Regions from separate parts of the Mus musculus genome. Here all the other regions are linked to region 3. The links are chromatin contacts, called in public Hi-C and promoter capture Hi-C maps. All regions are on one chromosome and are shown on one strand. Each heading gives the region's core, a stretch centred on a gene start, on an enhancer-like site or on the middle of the called end of the contact. The rest is flanking DNA. Distances are from core to core; before and after follow the strand shown. Region 1 overlaps Gm36359 (a long non-coding RNA gene). Region 2 holds the start of Rogdi (rogdi homolog). Region 3 holds the start of Vasn (vasorin).

Region 1 (3,650 bases), core at 227-2,726, 370 kb before region 3:
TCCATGCACCACGCCTGCCTGGACGATGCCACGCTTCCTGCCTTGATAATGGACTGAACCTCTAAACCTGCAAGCCAGTCCCAATGAAATGTTTGCCTATATAAGAGTTGCCTTGATCATGGTGTCTGTTCACAGCAATAAAACCCAAACTAAGTCAATCTTTAATTAAGAAATTACAGGCTTACTACAATGAGATTTTATGAAGACTTTTTTTTTTAAATTGAGGTTCCCTCCTCTGAGATGACTTTAGCTGTGTTAATTTGACATAACACTATCCAGCACAGCTCCAAACATTTATCTCTAGACACATTCCAGGCCTGGGGTACCCTGGCTCTGCTCTTTGCATGGAACAAGACCCTCTGCCTTCCCAGAAAATTCATAAGGCTTTGAATCTTGTTGGGATGGTGGTTCTGGCCTCTTTGGGTCACCTAGGCCTCTGGCTAAAGAGGCCAGCAGCCTTCCTCTGGGATAGCCTTACAGCCATTGCTGGCTCCCCTGCAGGACTGCCTGTCTCCTCAGGGCTCACATGCTGGTATTTAACCTATCCCAACCTCCTTCCCAACCCCATAAAAACATTCTTGGGAGAAGGACCCTCAACTCTTATTTCCTAAATCACTTTAGGTCCTTTGTTCCTCGTTTAAGAAATCCAAAAGGTTCCACCTGTACCCAGCATGTTCTGGGTTGCCTTGCCGACTGTGGATGGACTGGGTCAGACCCCAGCACGCCATAGGATTAGCTTAACCTCTGCCTGGGTGTTGGGCTGTGTGCTCGGACTGTACCATTTCAGTGCTGGAGAACTTGCTTAGCATCAGGAGGCCCTGGGATCTATCCCAAGCACCACAGACTCAGAAGATAAATAATGGCACGGAGCAGCCTGCTCCTTGAGCTGGGGGTAAAGCTCTGGACTGCAGAGTGAGTGGAGGAGACACCTGAGGCCGGAGTTGTATTCAGAAGATGCAGACTAGAGGATGTATTTGCAAATTAGCTTCCATGTACACAGGAGTCGAGAGGCTGCCTTCTTGCTTCCCTTCCTCCCTCCAGTCTTCATTTCCTGCATGTTTTTCTTCCCTTTTTTGGACAGGGTCTCATCCTGTGGCCCAGGCTATTATCAAACTTGAAGGTTCTTCTGTCTCAGCTTCCTCAGGCGAGTACCACAGGCCTCAAGCCTCCATTCCCTCTTCCCCTCTCCTCCCTCCCTCCCCCTCCCTTCCTCCTCCTTCCCTCTCTGTAGTAAAATGAAGGGTCACCTCTATCTGGAAATGAGGGACAGCAGCTGAAGTGGACCTCTTTTGCTGGTCCCACCCTCTGTGTGACAAGCAAGCTGAGTGGCTTTATCACCCTCGGAAAGTCTTCACTGTCCCATCACCAGGGCTGACAGATTCTGTGAGGAGAAACACTTGGTCCATCCAGAGGAGAGGAAGCTCAAGTTGCCATGATTCATCGGCTTCAGAGCCAAGAGTTTTCGACATGATCAGAATTGTCTTTGGGGCCGGCCTGTGCTGGGTATGCGGAGGCCAAGGAGTTACTGGCAGAGAAACAAGAGCAAAATTAGCTAGTGTACTTTCAGTCTCTGGCTGCCTGCCAACATTTCCTTCCAATGTGAGTGTTCTTAGTTTCCTTCTGGAAGTTTTTGTCAGGTTTATTGCAAACGTAAGGGTGGTGAGTAGAGAGAAGCAAAGGGAGAGTTGCTGAGCTGGAAGGGACCCCTTTTAAACCAGCGCCCCAGAGCACCCCAGTGTGTGCGCTTTTCTGTAGAGACACCAGACTCCCTTTGTGCAAAACTGAATCCACGTCAGAGACAGCCATACTTTATGACCCAGCTGGGTCTCAATGCATGAGTGTTTATATGTGTGTTTAATAGGTCGGTGTATGTCCGATACATGTCAAGACCATTGAAAGCCACCAGTGGAAACATACGCAAGACAGATGGATGTCAAATTCACCAGACAATGAACACTCTAATGGATTTCATCAACATCCAATTTTGTAAAACTGTAAACTTTTGAAAACCATGAAATTAAAACAAATGCCTCACAATAGCATAAAAAAGCAACAAATTTGGTTGGGGGAAGAAGCTTCCTAGCAAAAATGATTCAGTAAATTTAAACCTGTATATGTATATGTATATGTATATGTATATGTATATGTATATGTATATGTATATGTATATGTATATAGATAACTTCCTGGATTTTGATGCTTACTCTCAAATCCCTCCCAGCTTTAAGAATTTATTAAATAAGACCTCTTCTTTTCTTTTTTTTATCTTAAATATTTATTTATTTAATGTGTGCAAGTACACTGTAGCTGTCTTCAGACACACCAGAAGAGGGCATCAATCCCATTACAGATGGTTGTGGGCCACATGTGGTTGCTGGGAATTGAATTCAGGAAAAGCAGCCAGTGCTCTTAACCACTGAGCCATCTCTCCAGCCCTCCTATTTTCAGAAAGGGCATTATGGCCCTGATCTACTGGCTGCCAGTTGACATATCTCCAGATGAGAAGAGACAGGGTGCTGCTGCTAGTTTCCAGTTACACAGGGAGGGGTCACCAGGTTGAAAAGTGACCCCTCCCACCGACAGGATACTATTTAAGGAGCAGATGTGGGGATGGGGTTGTGACTCAGTTAGTAGAGTGTCTAGCATGCAAGAAGGCTAGGGTTTGATCTCCAGCACTGCATAAATCAGGCATTGTGTGTGGCCCATGGATGGAGTCCCATCGAGAGGGCAGGAGGTGAAGAACATCCTTGGTTATATAGTAAGTCAGAATAGCTTAGAATGCGGTGAGAGAGGAAGGGAGGGAGAGGGGCGCGTGCAATTCTCCCTGATGGATAAACACATAGCCTCTTCCCCACTGAGCTAGAGCTTCCTGATTTACTCTTTTCTTTCTTCTTTTGCTTTTGCTTTATGAATCAGGGTTTTCTCTGTGTAGCCTTGGCTGTCATGGAACTATGTAGCCAAGCTGGCTTTGAGCTCAGATATCTACCCCACTCTGTCTCCCAAATGCCACCACTGCAAGACCACTCTTTTCTTTTTAAGAAAAGATTTATTTTTAATTATCTATACTACTTGTATAAGGGTATGTACATGTCAGTGCTGGAACCTTTGGCAGCCAGAGGTGTTGAGCATCCCTAGAGTGAGAGTTACAGGCATTACCTTGCGTGGGTCTTGGGAACTGAACTTGGGTCCTCTGGAAGTGAAGTATTCTTTTTTTAACTGCTGGGAGATCTTTCCAGTTTAGTTGAGTCTAGTCTAGTCTAGTCTGTTATTAAGGTAGGGTTTTTGTTGTTGGTTGTTGTTGTTGTTTTTGTCTTGTTTTGTTTTAATATTATGTTGCCCTTGGCTGGTTTAGAACCCAGGCTGGCCTTGAATTTATAGCAATCCTCCTGCCTCAGTCTCCCGAGCGCTGTGATTACAGAAAAATTTTTAACATGCCCAACTGGATTGTTTTCTTTCTAACTAGTTGTGCTAAGTTAGAACAGAATGGATAGAATGACAAATAAAACCGCCAGCTTTCTCCCAGAGAGGGTCTCTCTTTGCATTGCATTTGCTTACCATCGGTTCACACCTATGCTCAGTATTAAAAGCTACTTACCAGTCTGGGAACCTAACCTTGTTGCACCATGGAAAATAGTCTGACTCTTGGGCAC
Region 2 (3,322 bases), core at 489-2,988, 370 kb after region 3:
GGTGGTGGTGGTGGTGGGGGGGGGGGCGAGAGAAGCTGAGAAAGGGGAAGAGCTGGACAGGAGGTAGTGGTGTAGTCTGAACCGTGGGGACGGGCTGTCCCCCAGGGCCTTTGAGGCCTTAGATCAGAGGGTGGTGGCTCATTCAACTTTGATGCGGGGCCAGCCTGCCTAGGCTTCCAAAGTTTGTATTTCACAGGGTCCAGATGCCAGGCTGAACTAAGTGTAATGCCATCAGGTTCTTGTCCTTCCCCTCCTGGGATCTAAAGCCTATCTCATGAGGTAGTGTGAGGGTTGCCTGTGACATTACAGACATACAAGGAAACAGGTCAGAGACAACAAGGGTCAGAGCCAGGGTCACAGAGCTAGCTGGTGGCAGAGCTAAGCCATCACCATCCTTGTCACCAGCTGGACTGTTGGGGGACTCACCGCTTGGCTGAGGGCATCCCCTTGCAGAGTCAGAGTCCCTTTCACCTGGTCTGTGCTGTAACACACACGAGTCAGAGGAGCGCCTGCTACTGCTCCCTCCCCTTGCAGGCTGCCCCACCGTACCCTGGGCATTTCCTCCCCCCAGGTGTACACCCCTTCCAAAGGCTCCTGCCCAACCCAGCTCACCCACAGCTGCCCAGGATGAAGTTCTCCTGCTTGGCAGGGCCCTCGGTGCTGGGGCCTGGGAGAGTGAAGCGGAGAGAGGCCTCCTGTGGAAGACAGCGCAGTCCCAACACCTCACCTCAGTCTGGCCAGTGTTCCATTCCAAGGCCTGGATACTTTGCCAGGTTAGCAGGGGAAGGGACGAGGAGGGCAGGCCTGACCTGGCCCCTCTGCCTCTGCCCTACTAAACCTCCAAGATTTTATGAGCTCAGACCCGTTCATTCCAGTCCTGAGTATATCATGAGCAGCCAGGTGGAACACAGAACAGAGAGGCACAGTGCCTAGAAAGCTGGAGTGCTGTGATATGTGTGGGGAGCAGAGTCCCCGAATCAGACAATCAGTAGTCACAGTAACAGGCTTTGCTAGGTTACTGTCCTAGGCATTCTGTGAGATAGTTTATTTATCTTCACAAACAGACGTGTGAGCCTGGTTAGGGTAAGGGAACAGGCTCAGAAATCCGGGTAACTTGGCTGAGATCACTTCAGAGCTCGGATTATCAGTGTTGTTTTGAGACTGTTTTGTTTGAGACAGTGTTTCACAATGGAGCCTAAGGCTGGCTTCTAACTCATGAACCTCTAGCCTCACTCTTCCGAGTGCTGAAATCACAAGCTTTCACCACTACCCTGCTTGCTCACAGATAAATGTCAGTTTCGAAGATAGTTCACACTCAAGACCTGGTGCCCACTGCTTGTGTAATTACATGCCAGCATGTCTGCGTCTGAACTGTACTCTCAGAAGTGGGTATCTGCACGGGTCACGCTCAGCATCTGCTGTGTGCGATTGGCAGGACCCGGTGGATAGGAAGGATGGCAGGCCGGGCGGGACCAGCGGGAGCGTTACCTTGAGGATGTCCTGCAGCTGTCTCAGCACGGCGTGCACCTCAGCGTGCAGTAACCAGCGAAACTCCTCCTCCTGCGGACAGCGCGGCGTCAAACCCATCCCATCCCCGCCGCCGGTCGGCTGGCCGCCCGCCGCCCCCTGCCCGCCGAGCGCGTCCCACCAGTACTGCCCGCTCCGCGGCGCTCGCAGCCATCGCGGTCGCCATCCTCCTAGCCGCGCACCGTCTCTGAGGTCTGTAGTCAGGAGCTTGGCGCGCAACGCCCGCCCCTTTTTCGCCTCCTCCCGTGACCGATTGGCAAATAGGGCACAAGCTCCGCCCTCAAGCCGGCTACGCCTCAAGCGACTGGCTGTAGCTTCTAGTCCTGGCTGGTGAGTGGCTAGACGGATAGGCCACGCCTCGCCTTCTATCCGCCCGCCTCAATCCCTGTTTTTCAGCAGGGACCCGGGCTTTGGCCACCACTGATTGGTCGGCGGGGCCGTCCATCAAGTTATTCCAGTATTGTCCGGCTAGATGGAGCCCGCCCAGGGTTCCACCGGGAAAGAATCAGGTGAGTTGGCTCCTACCTAGGTCCCCCTAGCATTTGGGTACAATGATACAGTTATGGTACCAAGAAATGTTTTATTTTTTTTTCTTGCAGTAGCTTTGTTAATTGCACAAAATCATGTTTTGTTTTTTTGCCATTTAAACATTATCACACAATCCTATTCTGAAAGACAAATGTTCATTAAAAACAAAGTGAAAATAAAAATTCACAACCGTAATCACCTAGATCTGTCATTTCAAGGAAAAGCGGGAGTAGGGGCTTTCTTACAAGCATTTCCACAGTGTCACATTTTCTCCATAAAAGGAAAGGGTTTCAAAATGAAAGGTGAAATAGCTTAAACAGAAATAGTCATAAAAAGGAACTTTACAGAATTGTCAACAATATTAAGACAACATTGACTAACCGGTTTTCTTACAGCATCTTCCCCACCCCCAGCCCCCAGGACCAAGACAGGCTGTGTCCAGACAGAAACTGTTCAGCATCCCAGTGAATGGACAATTGCACTGAACTCCACAAGCATCCCCTGCCCCGTGCCCATGTCCTGAGATCCTTATCCCAGATGGAAAAGTTAAATCGTGGCTTTGAAAATCCAAACTCATGAGGAGGAAGGCTTCCTCGGGTGATTCCTCTCGTGTGACATTCTAAGCCTCTCTGGTCCCCTCTTCAAGGAGAAATGCTTCAAGTCCCAAAAAACCCAGAACTTGGAACCACTGGCAGAAGTAAGGTTCCTCATCAAAAGCCCAGCCTAGGAAATGCTCATCTAGGAAATGCTTATTATTGGTGTTGATCAGGCTGGGGCTGGGTCAAAAGAGGATGGGACAGAAATATCTCCATGGAAGGAAAAGGGGAAGAGGGACATGCAGGGGACCTGTGTAGAGCAGGCTGAACAGGTAGCCCAGCTCAAGAGCCTGGCGTAATGGAAACAGGAAGGAGCCGCCCATACACTTCACTGCTCCCAAGGCCCTTACGGCCCCTTCCCTTGGGCTGGAATGCAAATCCAAATGAAACCTCCTGGGAGGAACAGGCTCAGGACAGAAGACTGTAGACTCTGCTCCCCCTGAAGAGGGGTCTATGTGGCTATGCTGGTCTCTCTTCAGTTCACAGAGACACTCTGGGAGCTGCGGTGTAATGGTAGTGTCTACAGGAAAATCCTCCTCAGCTGGTGATCCACAGAGCCTCCTCAGGGAATCTGTTGGTTCATGATGGCTGAGGGGCCTCTCCTTTCAGGGGCCCAGTGGGGGCCAGTCTCTGTCCTGGGGAAGTTGAAAGCTTCCAGTGCTCCCTGTCAA
Region 3 (3,695 bases), core at 208-2,707:
ATGGTTCATGGGAAGTGGCTTGGGACAGTCTGACTGGAAGTCACAGAGCACTTGTGTATTCCCTCTGTTTTGCTGGTACTGGATATTGATCTAGGGCCTTATTTATCTCAAGTGCTCTACCACTGAGTTAAACCTTCAGAGTTTTATTTTGAAAAAGGTCTTAAGGAGTTATTCAGGCTGACCTTGAATTTGTGATCCTCCTGCCTCAGTCTTCAGAGCAGCTGGGATGACAGACCTGACTTACAACACTCGGGGCTTGAGGAGCCTGCCATCCAGAAGATTGGTGAATCTGGGGACAGTTGCCACCCAGCCTTCAAAGACGTCCTGTTTAAGACAAGCTCGGAAAACTAATTGTCATGTGAAATCACCCAAATTTTCAATTCTGGAAATGACATCCAACTTTCAAACCTGCCACACAGGCCAAATGAAACACCTGGGGTCAGTCCTGCCCCCAATTGTGGGGGTGTGGATGCCCTGCCTTTACAACACAAGTACCAGCTGAGGCCAGATAAGCCTCCAGATAGTGTGACCCAGACAAGGCCTTCAATACAGACCCGGCGGGAAAGGGATATGATGGTGAAATCCAGGAGCTGAGTTGGGTCCCCAAAGGCCCTGAGGCCTGACTCTAACCACAAACCATGGGGGTGGGGTGGGGTGGAGAGGATGACCATTTTCCTGGAATCCTACAAGGCAGGGGATTTTTTCTGAACCAGCCCCTGGCACAGCACCCTCCTGCTTAATCAAGGGCTGCTGTCAACAAACACCTAGGTCCCTCCTACTGCTGATGACGTCCCCAATCCTGCCTCCCATCCCAGGCATATTCTAGTCTTGAAGCTTTCAGTAACTGAGGGGCTTGAGCTGACATATGCTCCTAGGTCCCAGTCTCTCATTTAGAGCTGGGGAAGGTGACCAGGGATGCTGTCATGGCTACAAAGATCTCAAGTCCAGCATTAAGAGATTTTATATAAGAGGCTCTTGGAACCACTTCATGTGGCCTTTCTAGCTTTTGAAATTGGAATTAGCTAACAACAAAAACACATTGTGAGATTACGCCTAAAAAATCTAGATTTGTATGAAAAATCCTCAGTTTTGGCAGACTGGGTTGGTCATGGGGACTCAGCCATCATCCCTGCTGGCCCCTACAATCTACCTCTGCTTCTCCAGCTCTTTACTGACCCTAATGTCCACTTCTTGAATTTGTGTCACCAGATATTTTTCAGTTAAAAAGCAGGAGCCTGTCCAAATGTCACACAGCAAAAGATAGACTTAAGCCAGCCTAATAAAATCACTCCTCACTGGGATCTGGAGGTATATCTAGGTGCAGACTAGGCCTGCTTAGTGCAATGACCCATTCAGAGGAGGTGGGTGTGTATAGGCTTGGTCAAACCCCGCCTCAGCCAATTGGAGGAAGCCCCGCCCTCGGTACAGACGGTCCCACCCACTCCTACATCTTAAGCAGAGACCAGCCTCTTACGAGTCAACTTCGAGTCTGGAGCCGGAGCCAGAGACCGGGGCTGGGAAACCCCAGCCCGGGACGGGACGCAGCAGCCTCTGGATCCCGGGACCCCGGACCTCTCAGGACCGGCCAGAGGTGAAGGACTGAGGCCCCACTGAGGCCTTGGACCGCACCGCCTGGCTCCTTCAGCCGCAGTCGTCTCCTGGTGAGTGTCTAGGGGCGAGGGTGGGGGCGACAGGCGGAGCTGATCACACTGGAACAGCACACTAGCACATTCTCCAGTGGGACTGCGACTGCCGGAGCGAGGGGCTTATCCCCGCCTCGGGCGGTTACCTGGGCGGGAACGTCCAGTTGCACCCCCCTTCCTGAGTGGGTTCAGGGGCCTCCGTTGACCCTCGGGAGAGCCAGGGCGTGCGTTTGTACATGGCTAACCTACCCGTGAGGCTCTGAGTAGACAAAATAAACACCCCCTCCCTTGCTTCCTCCTCCCACGACTGGGCCCTCTGGCGTGACCAGTTTTATGAATCAACCCTCTTTTAGGGGATGGCCCAGCCGTAGTCTGGTTACTTTTCCCTCACGGGGGTCAGACAGTCTGGTGCCCTTGTGCAGAATGGTTGCTTGGGATCCTCTGGGCCTTGTCACACATGGCAGAAGCCACGAATACACAGGCAAGCCTGGAGAGGACCGGGAATGGGGAGATTGATAGGTGTACCCCCAGGTGAGGGATGAACTTTGGCTAACCATAATCTTTAGTGCTCCAGTATCAGCGCATCTCATCTCTACCAGTAATGGGCTTTGCTTGGGCTGCAGACCCAATGGCCTATAGCCAGTCTAGTCCTTTGTGTTCCCCAGCTTGCAGCTCTGGGGCCAGAGGACTGCTTAGGTTCCTTGTGGTCACAGGCAGGCCAGCTGATTGGTGCCAACCACACTACCTCACCCCCATTCGTTAACGATTACCACACCAGGGTCATTGACTGCTTCTATTGGATCCCAGAAGCAGCCTCTGCAGTAGAAGAAACCCAAGGCTCAGGAGTTCCCTTGCTTGTTTTTTGCATTAATAGTAGGTGATGCTCCAGGAAGAGGCACCAAGAGAGCCTTCTTCCCTATCTGGGTCAAGAGTTCCTAGGGGAGAGGGTCTGGCTAAAAGGTAAAAGGTCCCTTCCCCCTAGGCTGCTGGGAAAGCAGAGATGTGGGTGGGCTGGAGCCTTGTGAGGGGCTACATTGGTATGGGCAGTGAAGGCCAGTATGGACCCAGCTGTTAGCATGAGCTGGAGCAGGCAGGTGGGGGATGGGAGGGTAGTCCCTAGAGTTTACTGTCCTCTCCCAGGGGAATCAGCCCCCGGGGAACTTCTGTAAACAGAGTGTCAGAGGCAGGAAGAGGGCTCTGGTAATGAGCAGCCCAACTGGATTCCCTCCAGACCATTATCTAGCATCTCCCATCCAGAGAGGAAAGGACCTAGGAGCACACATGCCAGCCCAGGGAGGGGGACAGACGCTGCTTGTCCCCAACTTGCCAAGCCTCAGAGTTGCACACCAGAACAGCCACCTGAGATCTGTGGGTAAAGAGGGCACTACGCAGAAGGTTACTGTGGCAGAGTGTTTGGAGACCACTCTCTGGAAGTGGTGGGAGAAGAGAGAGTACAAGAGGCTTCTCAGACACTGTAAGACTTATACTTTCCTGAGCAAGTCCTCTCTGGCAGATAGCCCTGGGGCCAAGAGAGATAGCCAGACATGCATGCAGGCAGGCAGGCAGACAGACAGTCAGGCACATGCTTAGGTACATGCACACACACACACACACACACACACACACACACAACACACACACAACACACACACACACACAACACAACACACACCACACACACACACACACACACACACACACACAGAGTCACTGCCATTCCAGATATCCCCAGCCTGGGTTAGTTAGGATAAGTACTAAGGAAGAGCCAGGATTTTTGTGGCTAGGTTCAACTGGAGTCCCAGGAAAGTGGGGCTCCATTTGGCAGCAGGAAGTGGTTCCTACCTAACCACCCCCAGCACAGTTCTCTTGGGTAAGTGCCTAAAGTCATTCTTGACCACTGGCAGGTCCTAATCTTATGTGAAGGAACCAGTCACCTTAGATCCCTTAGAGCCCCCCGCCCCCTTCTCCCAGAGCTGTGGAACCCAAGGCCCTTGTGTTGCCAAGAAAACCAGCTCCCCTCACTGCTATGGAATTTGTGTGTGCTTTTGGAAA

The links. Promoter capture Hi-C pulls out the DNA fragments that hold promoters and counts their contacts. A called contact is a pair of places that touch in the nucleus more often than the background predicts.
Region 1: a promoter capture Hi-C map of frontonasal cranial neural crest shows a contact between it and region 3. The contact joins the enhancer-like site here to the promoter of Vasn in region 3. A contact is called at or near these places in 2 of 39 promoter capture datasets (cranial neural crest and frontonasal cranial neural crest).
Region 2: a contact with region 3 is called in a Hi-C map of B cells, with 23 read pairs. The contact joins the promoter of Rogdi here to the promoter of Vasn in region 3. A contact is called at or near these places in 4 of 39 promoter capture datasets (the C10 cell line, cranial neural crest, liver and 1 more), 2 of 484 Hi-C or Micro-C datasets (B cells and large pre-B cells) and 1 of 9 other capture datasets (liver).

Annotation. Positions count from the first base shown.
Region 1 is chr16:4,272,590-4,276,239 of GRCm38.p6, forward strand. Gm36359 (a long non-coding RNA gene) reads right to left here. Exons shown (of 4, transcript XR_875865.2): 2 at 1,248-1,525. Among named protein-coding and RNA genes, the nearest start is that of Gm36359, 9.9 kb to the right of the region's middle. Within about 2 kb of position 1,477, at least 85 of the 459 cell types and tissues checked have an H3K27ac peak or open chromatin away from gene starts, as enhancers often do.
Region 2 is chr16:5,011,815-5,015,136 of GRCm38.p6, forward strand. It overlaps Rogdi (rogdi homolog), which reads right to left and starts at 1,739. Exons shown (of 11, transcript NM_133185.2): 1 at 1,649-1,739; 2 at 1,489-1,560; 3 at 613-695; 4 at 427-481. The coding sequence starts at 1,693. Glyr1 (glyoxylate reductase 1 homolog (Arabidopsis)) reads right to left here. Exons shown (of 16, transcript NM_001079814.1): 16 at 2,088-3,322.
Region 3 is chr16:4,638,488-4,642,182 of GRCm38.p6, forward strand. It overlaps Vasn (vasorin), which reads left to right and starts at 1,458. Exons shown (of 2, transcript NM_139307.3): 1 at 1,458-1,661. All of the region lies in intron 9 of Coro7 (coronin 7), which reads right to left.